Regions from separate parts of the Capsicum annuum genome. Here region 1 is linked to region 2. A link is a contact called in public Hi-C data. All regions are on one chromosome and are shown on one strand. Each heading gives the region's core, a stretch centred on a gene start, on an enhancer-like site or on the middle of the called end of the contact. The rest is flanking DNA. Distances are from core to core; before and after follow the strand shown.

Region 1 (4,557 bases), core at 960-3,459, 170 kb before region 2:
TGAGAATTTAGTTCATAAAATTCACTTTTTAAATGTAAGAAATTAAAAGGAACGAAAATAAATGAGTTGCTGCAAATCATATGTACAAATCTGAAAGAGCCATCAAAGCATGTTTCTCATCAATCACCAATCGTTGAGAATCGTTCATTAATCTGGAGGTGTTTTTTTTATCCAAGAAGACAACATTAGATGAATGCAATCCCTTGTGACATGATATAACAAAAATAGGCCATATCACAAGGTAAAATTTTAGTTTTCCCATCTTGAAAAAAAATCATGAAATACGTATTAATCACAAGTCAATCCAAATTAAGAAACACTTATTATTAAACCCCAGCTCAGTTCTACTTCAACTCTATTAAAAAAACCTCCATCCAAAAGATGAACAAATTACATATAATAATTTAAATTTGAATGATTATGATACTACAATAACTAATCAAATCAAAAAGTTTTAGTTAAACAAATAGAGAAAAAAAAAAAAGAAAAGAGATAAACCTTCGATTGATTCAATTACTTTATTCGGTGACAACATGTTTGTTTCAACCAATTTGTTAGGCTTACTTGGAAAAGAATGAACACGCTGAAATTTCAGATCCAAATATAACTTAAGAAGAAAGTAGGCTTACTAAGACAAATTTGCACACTGAAAAAATGAATTGTAACACAAGTTAATTTAATCACAATACAAATTCTGTAACTTGAGAAGAAAGTCGCTTACTCGGAGAAATTTGCACACTAAAAAAATAAACTGTAACACAAGTTATTGTATGGATTTTGGCAATACAGTTCAAGAAAATCATTATGCTTTATAAGATGTAAAAAATTGCACAAAAATTAATAAAGAATGAAATTAATTTAACATCTTTAGAACTAATTGTTTGTTAAACTCACATAAAAAGGAGATGAAAATTGCACGTATATTATTTTTATATGATCAAGTACACAAGAAAAAAAATAAACAAACGGGTATCAGAATTTTTTATCAAGCACGAGGATAGTTTTTGCACTTTATGTGGCAAAAACAACGCTAATAAACTAATGTTTTACATTATTAGGTTCTTTTATAAATACGCTTCTACCATACATAGATTTTTATTTATTCTGATTTAAAAGGTACAAGTTTAGTTTACTTTAATGACATAAATAAAAGGAAATAATTTAAGGAGTACTACATAAAAGGAAATAGTAAAGAATTCTAATTAAGTTTTAATTTTAGTGTTCTTAACAAAAGAAACTATCGTGTTCAATTAGGGGTGTGCATCGGTCGGTTCGGTTCGATTTTACGTGTTATTGGTTCGGTTTATCGATTTTTGGTTTTTAAATATGTATAACCAATAACCAATCAATAAGATATTTTCTTATCGATTTCGATTTATATGTTTTGGTCCTTAACGGTTTCGGTTTTTGGTTTAACCAATAAGAATATACTTATAAAATAGAAATAGTAACAACATAAAAAATGAAATCTTAATTACTGTCAAACCCTACGCAATGCATTTTAGTTGACAAGAATCTTCAAACTTGAATTGAATGTTAGTTAGGAAAAAAATTGAATCCTAATTGTTGGAAGCTATAAATACTTCAAGCTTTTTATTACGATAATACCCGAACTTTATATTGTGCCTTTGTTGCTCTTAATAGGTTAATACTTTGTGAATCACTGAATTATGAATTATAGTGCATATAATCTATATACATACATATATCTATATCTATATCTAGATATACATATATATAGAGAGATTTAAATATATAATATAAATAGGGATAAAATAATAACTTAGTGTATCCTTACTCAATAAGCTAAACCCGATACCGAATCGTTTACCCAATAAAATTTTTTATAAAATCAATAAAAAATCGTTAATCCGATAACCCAATACCAATAACCCAATAACATTTTTATCGATTTAGTTTATCGATCGGTTTGATTTTTGCACAACCCTATGTTCAATGGCCTAAATAAACAAAACAATTAAAGGATATTATAAATAAAAGGAAATAGCAAACAATCCTCACGTAATATTGAAATAATGAGCAATTAAGATTTAAATAATTATTATTTGAAAAATAGTGAAAAAATAATTTTATTTAAAATAAAGTTTTTTAATAAAAAATAAAAAGTGAGTTTCTATATTTTTAATATATTATAAATATAAATATAGATTATAGATTATAGAGATATATAAACAATAATAACAATCCACAGAATTATAGACTGACCTCACCAGTTAAACTTGAACCACATTGGATCCTGATAATACACCATCACTGAGCGAGGTTGGTGTGATCATAACCAAACTCCAAACCCTTCCTTTGGCGTTTGGTTAATATTTAATCTTTGCAACAAAGTGAAAAAAAGAAGAAGAGAAAATAATATTTAATCTAGTTTCGTATTCAATTCAGCCCATCATCCCAAATCCCTTTTATATTTACAAAGAGAGATCCACCACTGTAAGTCCCATTATTCTACCCGAAAAACTCATTGAAATCCATTGATGAAGCTCTGTCTTCCTCTGTAATTCAATGGAGTACGGTCACAATCCATGGACTGGGGTACCACCAAACTCTACCTTATACGCTAACCCGATCGACCCCTATCAATCTGTGTCTCAAAACCCTAACCCTAGCTATGGCCAAGGGCAGGGTTTGCTGTTTAATTATGGCCACACCAATGCTGCTAGCAGCGAACCAACGACGGTGTATTATCAGGACCCCAATGTGGTCCAACTTTTGGGGGCAAATGATCCTTACAGGCTTGGTGAGGTAAGTCTATAATTCTACTGATTGTTAATTATTGCTTATTAGTTCCATATATATGTAGGATATGTTAATTGGATTTATGTGTTGTATTAGTTGCACTTGAACCCAGGGTCTCTTGGAAACAGCCTCTCTACCTCCACGAGGTAGTGGTAAGGTCTACCTACCATTGTGGGATTTCACTGGTTATGTTGTTGTTGTTGCTGTTGTTGATGATGTTGTATTAGTTGTTGTAATATTCTTAGGTTGTAAATTGGGAATTCGTTATTGATAGTTAGAACTATTTATTACAATCTTCCATTATTTCAGTTAAGCATTACAACTGATAGGTTAATTCGAATTAATGGTTGTGGCATTCCCCTGTAATTGGTAGAAATAAAAGATTAGGAAGAAAGTTAGAATTGAGGAAGGTGAGAATTTTCAAAAGAATGCTGAGATTTTACCAGTATTCGTAACTGCCTCAGTTTAGCCTTCCGTGTAGAATATATTCCAGTCCGGTCTGTTAAACAAACTAACTAACTTGGTACAACTAAGTGAACTGATCTTGACCATCGAATTGGTTGATCCATGTGAAAAGCTCACTAAAGCTCGGCCTTTTATATTCATTACACTTGAGTTGGCACGTGTAATGAATGGAGTTCTGTAATGAATGGAGTTCCTTTACTAACCACGTGTCCCTGATCCCTTTCTCAATTCAGCTGAAATTAAACCTAATTCCCAAATTGAAGTGTGATTCTTCACCTTTCCGACATATAACAGTTGTGACAGAGTAAAATATATATAGTTAAATGTACCCCACACGGTTGGTTTAGGTCTATGAGTCGAAGTAACTTCCTTGGGAACTAAGGGTTGAATTTCAACAGAGGTGACAAAGGTGGATTTTTTTAATCTTCCCACATCTTGTTGGATAGAGTTATTGTGTAGTTAGGGGTGGAAGGGGGTTCATTTGGCGGACCCCCCCCCCCCCCCCCCCCCCAACACACACACACACATTGTCATCTCTAATACAAGGGCTACTTAAAAGCTTTCAAAAATGTACTGTTACTTTGAAAAGAACTTCCTAAATATCGAAGTTTATATATCTTTTATCCAAATTGAGTCATCAGTTCATCCAAAAGTCTCAGTTAAACTCTTAAATCTGTTTCAGTTGCAACCAAATATTTTACTTCTATGGTGTTACAAAACCATTTGTGTTACAACCAAATATTTTACGTTTATCCTGGTTTTACAAAACCATTTGTGTTACATGCAATAAATAAAATGGTGGCTCAAGTAATTTCTCTTTCTGGGAAGGTTGTTCCAACTGTCACATTAACAATCTCTCAATATGTAACTAAACAGTGGCAATTGATAGGAAAGGGGTAAAACAATAATAAAGCTTACCTTTTGTGCAATCAGATTGTATTTATACATGTAGGGACCTAGGTTCAGTGACCATGAAGTCAAATCCCATAGCAAGTTTTTTATCTTGGATCAATTGACAAGAAATTTTTAAGGTTGATTTTCCTGATTGAGGCACCCCATGATAGTGTTGATCGTTTATTAGTTTGGTTTAATTTTATACTTCTATTTATTTCGAAGATGAGGACTGAAATGAGTTTAAATGAAGAAGTGGGGGTTCATATAGCTGACCCCAACAGCCTGGGCACTACGGTTATCCAAAAAAAAAAAAAATAGGTAGCAGACTCCAACTTCTTTGGGATTGAGAGGTAGTTGTTGTATTGATGATAGGTTGATGTTCATAGTTAGATGCTTAAAATTGTTACTAAATTTAGACATTTGATGATAAGTGAT
Region 2 (4,517 bases), core at 289-2,788:
TTCCACGGAGGATGGAGCGCATTACTTTTCTAGAGACTTGAAAGTCACTACCTGATTCAAATGAGGTATCAAGGGACTTCCCACCATCTGTTATCACTAGTGTTGAAACAACCCTTGATCGGCTAGCTGCATCAAACATGTTCTTTATTGCTAAGCACAAACATGCTAACCAGGAGGTGTTGTATCTTTCTGCCAAGATTCCTCGAGGAATTCCTTTCTTGATCGAACTAATAATAGTTATTGGAATCCCTGGTGTCAAGTGTACCATGAAGACTCCAAGCCCTGAAATGGCTCCTCTCTTCTTTGAAGCTGTCGAGACTTTGCTTAAGAGTTGATAACTTGTTTTTCCCCTCTCCATTAAATTTATTTCCCCTGTGATTTTGTATTTCACGCTCTTTTATTGAGACATGATCTTATTTTTGTTCTGATTAATAACTCGAGAGTTTCCAGGTTGAACTGTTAATTTACGCTTCATCCTATGTTCAGGTGTTTGTTATTATAGTTTTCTTTATTGACAAATTTTTTCAACTCTATGGAATGTATCTTAGAATTTTTCTTTTTGTAGTCTTTTATTTGTTGACATTGAGGATTATCGAGTTCATTTGTGAACCGTAAGTTAACTCATCCGTAGACCATAATTTACTGAGAGCATCGTTGTCTTGTTACAATTGCTGGAAAGTATTATTATTTGGGAATGAAAAAGAAAATTAATATTTGGCACTGAGGTGGCATGCCATGTGGCGTCAATCTCACCCAAGTGTCATTCTATGTGGAAAACCGTTAAAAAGATGGGCATATTTACAAACTTTATTAACAGCAGGGGTATATCTAATCCCATAGTATAACAAGAGGTAAATTTAACTAATTTATGAAAGTAGAAGGGTATTTTTACCCCTTTTTTCTTAAAAAAATAATGATTGATATAAAGGAAAAGGGTCAAAAATATCCCTCTACTTTCATAAATTGGTTATATTTGTCCTTAGTTAAACTATAGGGTTAAAAATACCCCGCCATTACTAAAGTATACCAATATACCCCTCTATTTAACGGAAATCCACACGGACTAATATTTAACTGATATGGACTCCACGTGGCATGCCGCATCAGCACCACATTTTTATTCTTTTCACCTTTCTTCTTTTTCTTTTCTTCTTCACAATTCAATTTGGAAGATGAAAGTAATATGATTCTTATCAACGAAAGATAAGAAAAAGAAGAAAGGAAAAAAGAATAAAAATGTGACGCTGACGTGGCATGCCGCGTGGAGTCCATCTCAGCTAAATGTTAGCCCGTGTGAATTTTCGTTAAATAGAGGGGTATATTTGTATAATTTAGTAACGGCAGGGTATATTTAATCCTATAGTTTAACTAAGGGCAAATATAATCAATTTATGAAAGTAGAGGGATATTTTTGACTCTTTTCCCTTGATATAATGACGTTATTATATTATTCTTATTAATTGAGGTTTAATATTGAAAAATAATTTATAAAATAAATAATTAATAATAAGAGTAAATATGATTTTTTTAAAAATATTTTTTTGATTTGTCAAAAAAATAAATAAAAATAAAAATAAAAAATAGGAAAAATAAATGCAAAGGGAGTTGAGTATTTCAGAGACATGGGGGAGGGAGTGACAGTAAGCGCCACTTTATTTGGGCCACAGTGAGGGAGGAGGTTTATGCCGGAAACCCAAAAGCTGCAAGTGTGTGTGTGTGTAATCGGAGAAAATGGAGAGAATAAGGCTTCGATTGACGTTTGAGGACCCCCACATTCTGAGTGACTTACAAAAATCAGAGGGTTTGAGGCGTAGTTGGTTTCTTCTCAAACCCCAAATACACACAACTATCTCTCAACTCTCTTCTCATATTCTCACCACTTTTCAAATCAATCACTCTTGTCCTCATGGAATTCTCCTATATGTATGTTTTCTAACTTCTATTTTTTTTTAGTTGATTGCTGTTTATGATTTTTGGGTTCAGTATTGTTTTTGTATTAGTTGAAATAGAAATGTTCGCTTGCAAGTGAGGCTTGTTCAAGTGGTTGCTGGAGGGTAAGCAGGAACACAATTGATCCTCGTTGGGGTGGGGTGGTAAAAAAGAGGTTCGCTGAGCTTGTTTGCACGTCAATTAGTTGCTAGTTTTTTACACTGATGCTTATAGCTAGTTTGGACACGCTTTTGGGAGCAAAAGTGCTTATTTAAAAAAGTGAAACTGTTTGACCAAGCTCTTGGCAGAAAATAAGTGCTTTTGATGTTATATAGGGAAATAATAGCATGTGACAACTAGACTTTTTTGTTAGAGATAGATGCATAAAACAACTTCATAGCTATCAAGTAGAAGACAACTTCATGGTATCAAGCCGAAAACAACTTCATAGCTATCAAGCCGAAAACAACTTCATAGATATCAAGCCTCTAACAACAATGCTCCATTGTGAGGGTATGGCTAAATAAAATTACGCGATAGAATCGAATTACAATACTACCATGATTACTCTTCTAATAGCAATTATTTATGGATTCAAAACTCATTTTATCCCTAACGTGAAGCATATTTGTATGATTTGGCTTTTAGGTTTGTCCAGGATATATCTATTTGTTTATAATCATTTATATGCTAAAAAGAGTAGTTTTTTTTTTTTTTTTACTATACACACTTCTGAGAAAAAATTACTTAAAAACACTAAACACTAATTGCAGCTCAAAAGTGCTTTTAGAATTTATTGGCCAAGCACAAATTGGTTCTCACCGAAAGTATTTAGTTGAAAGTAGTCTTCAAAATAAGCTGATTTAGGAAGCTTGGCCAAACATGCTATTAAGCGGATGGAGAAATTACCTACCCTTTTTGATTTCTGATTGGGATGAAATTTTGGTTTCCCATATTATTTCATTGACCGCTAGCCACAATCTTTGGTTCTTGGCTTGTTACGTTGTTGATTGAACTTGGAGATAGAAACTTCCTCTGGCTGCTCTGTTGCCACATATTAACATTTCAATGATACTACATTATTAAGTGGTTCATTTTCCTGTTGAATATACATGCAGATGGATGGTTTTCTCTTGCCTCCTTTTGAATCAACTTGTATCTTGAAGAATAGATGTATAGTCAGGTTTGCTAAACTGCGGCTTTGTCTTCTGCTATTTTTTTTTTAAAAAAACAGTTGCTTTTATTATTATTGTTATTACTATTATTTCTATTAATAAAGATTATGTTCTCAAAATTCATGTGCTAGTGTGAAGAAGAAAGGAGGTGTTTTAGCCATTGAAGGAAATGATGGGCCAAAATTAGCTGAGAACATCAGAATTGTTGAGAAGCAACCTGTAAAGACAGGACACTTACCGTTGGAGAATAAGGAGTTTGACAATGAATCTGGAGGTTATGACAGTGAAGATGAGTCTGAAGATGAGGAAGTGGCAGATCTAGTAAAACTCACAAGTCCACATCTTGAAAATTCTTTGGGTTGTAATGTGATCTCCGAGAAAAGGAAGGCTTCAGAAACACTTCCTAGCCTGGAGTAATTTCTTGATCACTTGTTTGATGATTCTGACTTGCACAGACACATTGGTTTTGTAAGGCTCATGATTGACTTCTTGAATCTTTCTTCTTCACAGGAAGAAGAAACATTGTTCTGAAGTGTCTGAGAAGGTTGATGAGCAGACCAAGAAATCTCAACAAGATCTCACAAGCAATAAGAGTCTTTGCAAGCAAAAGAAGGTAGCTGATCCGGATAGCAACGATGTGGATAAGATCAAAGGAAATGCAGAAAGTAGCAAGGTTAATGACAGTACTTCGGGCATGAAGAAGTACGGCTATTGGAAACTGCAATCTCATTCTTTGCATTATTACAGTTTATTTTAGGTTATTATTACTTTATTTGGTCAATTTCTGTCAATTTTCTTGGTATATTGCTTTGAAAGCCTGTTTTTGATCCTTTTTGTCTGGAAACAATATTCCAGACGCAAGAATTAATCGGATTAGTAGGACAGGGCAGATACAACAACAACAACAACAAACCCAGTATATTCCCACACAGTGGGGTCTGGGGAGGGTAGAATGTACGCAGTCCATACCACTACCCCCGAAGGAGTAGAGAGGCTGTTTCCGATAGACCCCCGGCTCAAGACAAAGGATCGTAGACCAAAAGAAGAGCAACATGATAAAGTAACAAAGAAGCAACATCCATAAAAATGAAGTATAATCAACAAACCAAGGATCCCCCTCCCCCAAAACTAGAACTACCCACCAAGCTATTCTTAACCCTCCTATCTACAGACTACCACTCGACCACACACCTTAGCCCTCAAGCTTAATACTTTTCCTCCAAACCTTCCTATCAAGGGTCATGTCTTCAGTAAGCTGTAACTGTTCCATGTCACGTCTAATGACTCCTCTCCAGTACATCTTTGGCCTACCCCTACCTCTCTTGAAACTCTCCAAGGCTAGCCTCTCGCACCTACGAACTGGGGCATCCGTGCCCCTCCTCATCACGTGGCCAAACCATCCCAACCGCATTT

The links. Hi-C and Micro-C count contacts between places; a contact is called where the count stands out from the background.
Region 1: a contact with region 2 is called in a Hi-C map of bud, with 2.9 times the contacts expected there. The contact joins the promoter of LOC107858730 here to the promoter of LOC107858732 in region 2. A contact is called at or near these places in 2 of 5 Hi-C or Micro-C datasets (bud and placenta).

Annotation. Positions count from the first base shown.
Region 1 is chr2:96,525,650-96,530,206 of UCD10Xv1.1, reverse strand. LOC107858730 (zinc finger protein 385D) reads left to right here and starts at 2,209. Exons shown (of 2, transcript XM_016703507.2): 1 at 2,209-2,769. The coding sequence starts at 2,530.
Region 2 is chr2:96,357,282-96,361,798 of UCD10Xv1.1, reverse strand. It overlaps LOC107858732 (coilin), which reads left to right and starts at 1,538. Exons shown (of 12, transcript XM_016703508.2): 1 at 1,538-1,923; 2 at 3,048-3,112; 3 at 3,236-3,517; 4 at 3,615-3,806. The coding sequence starts at 1,732.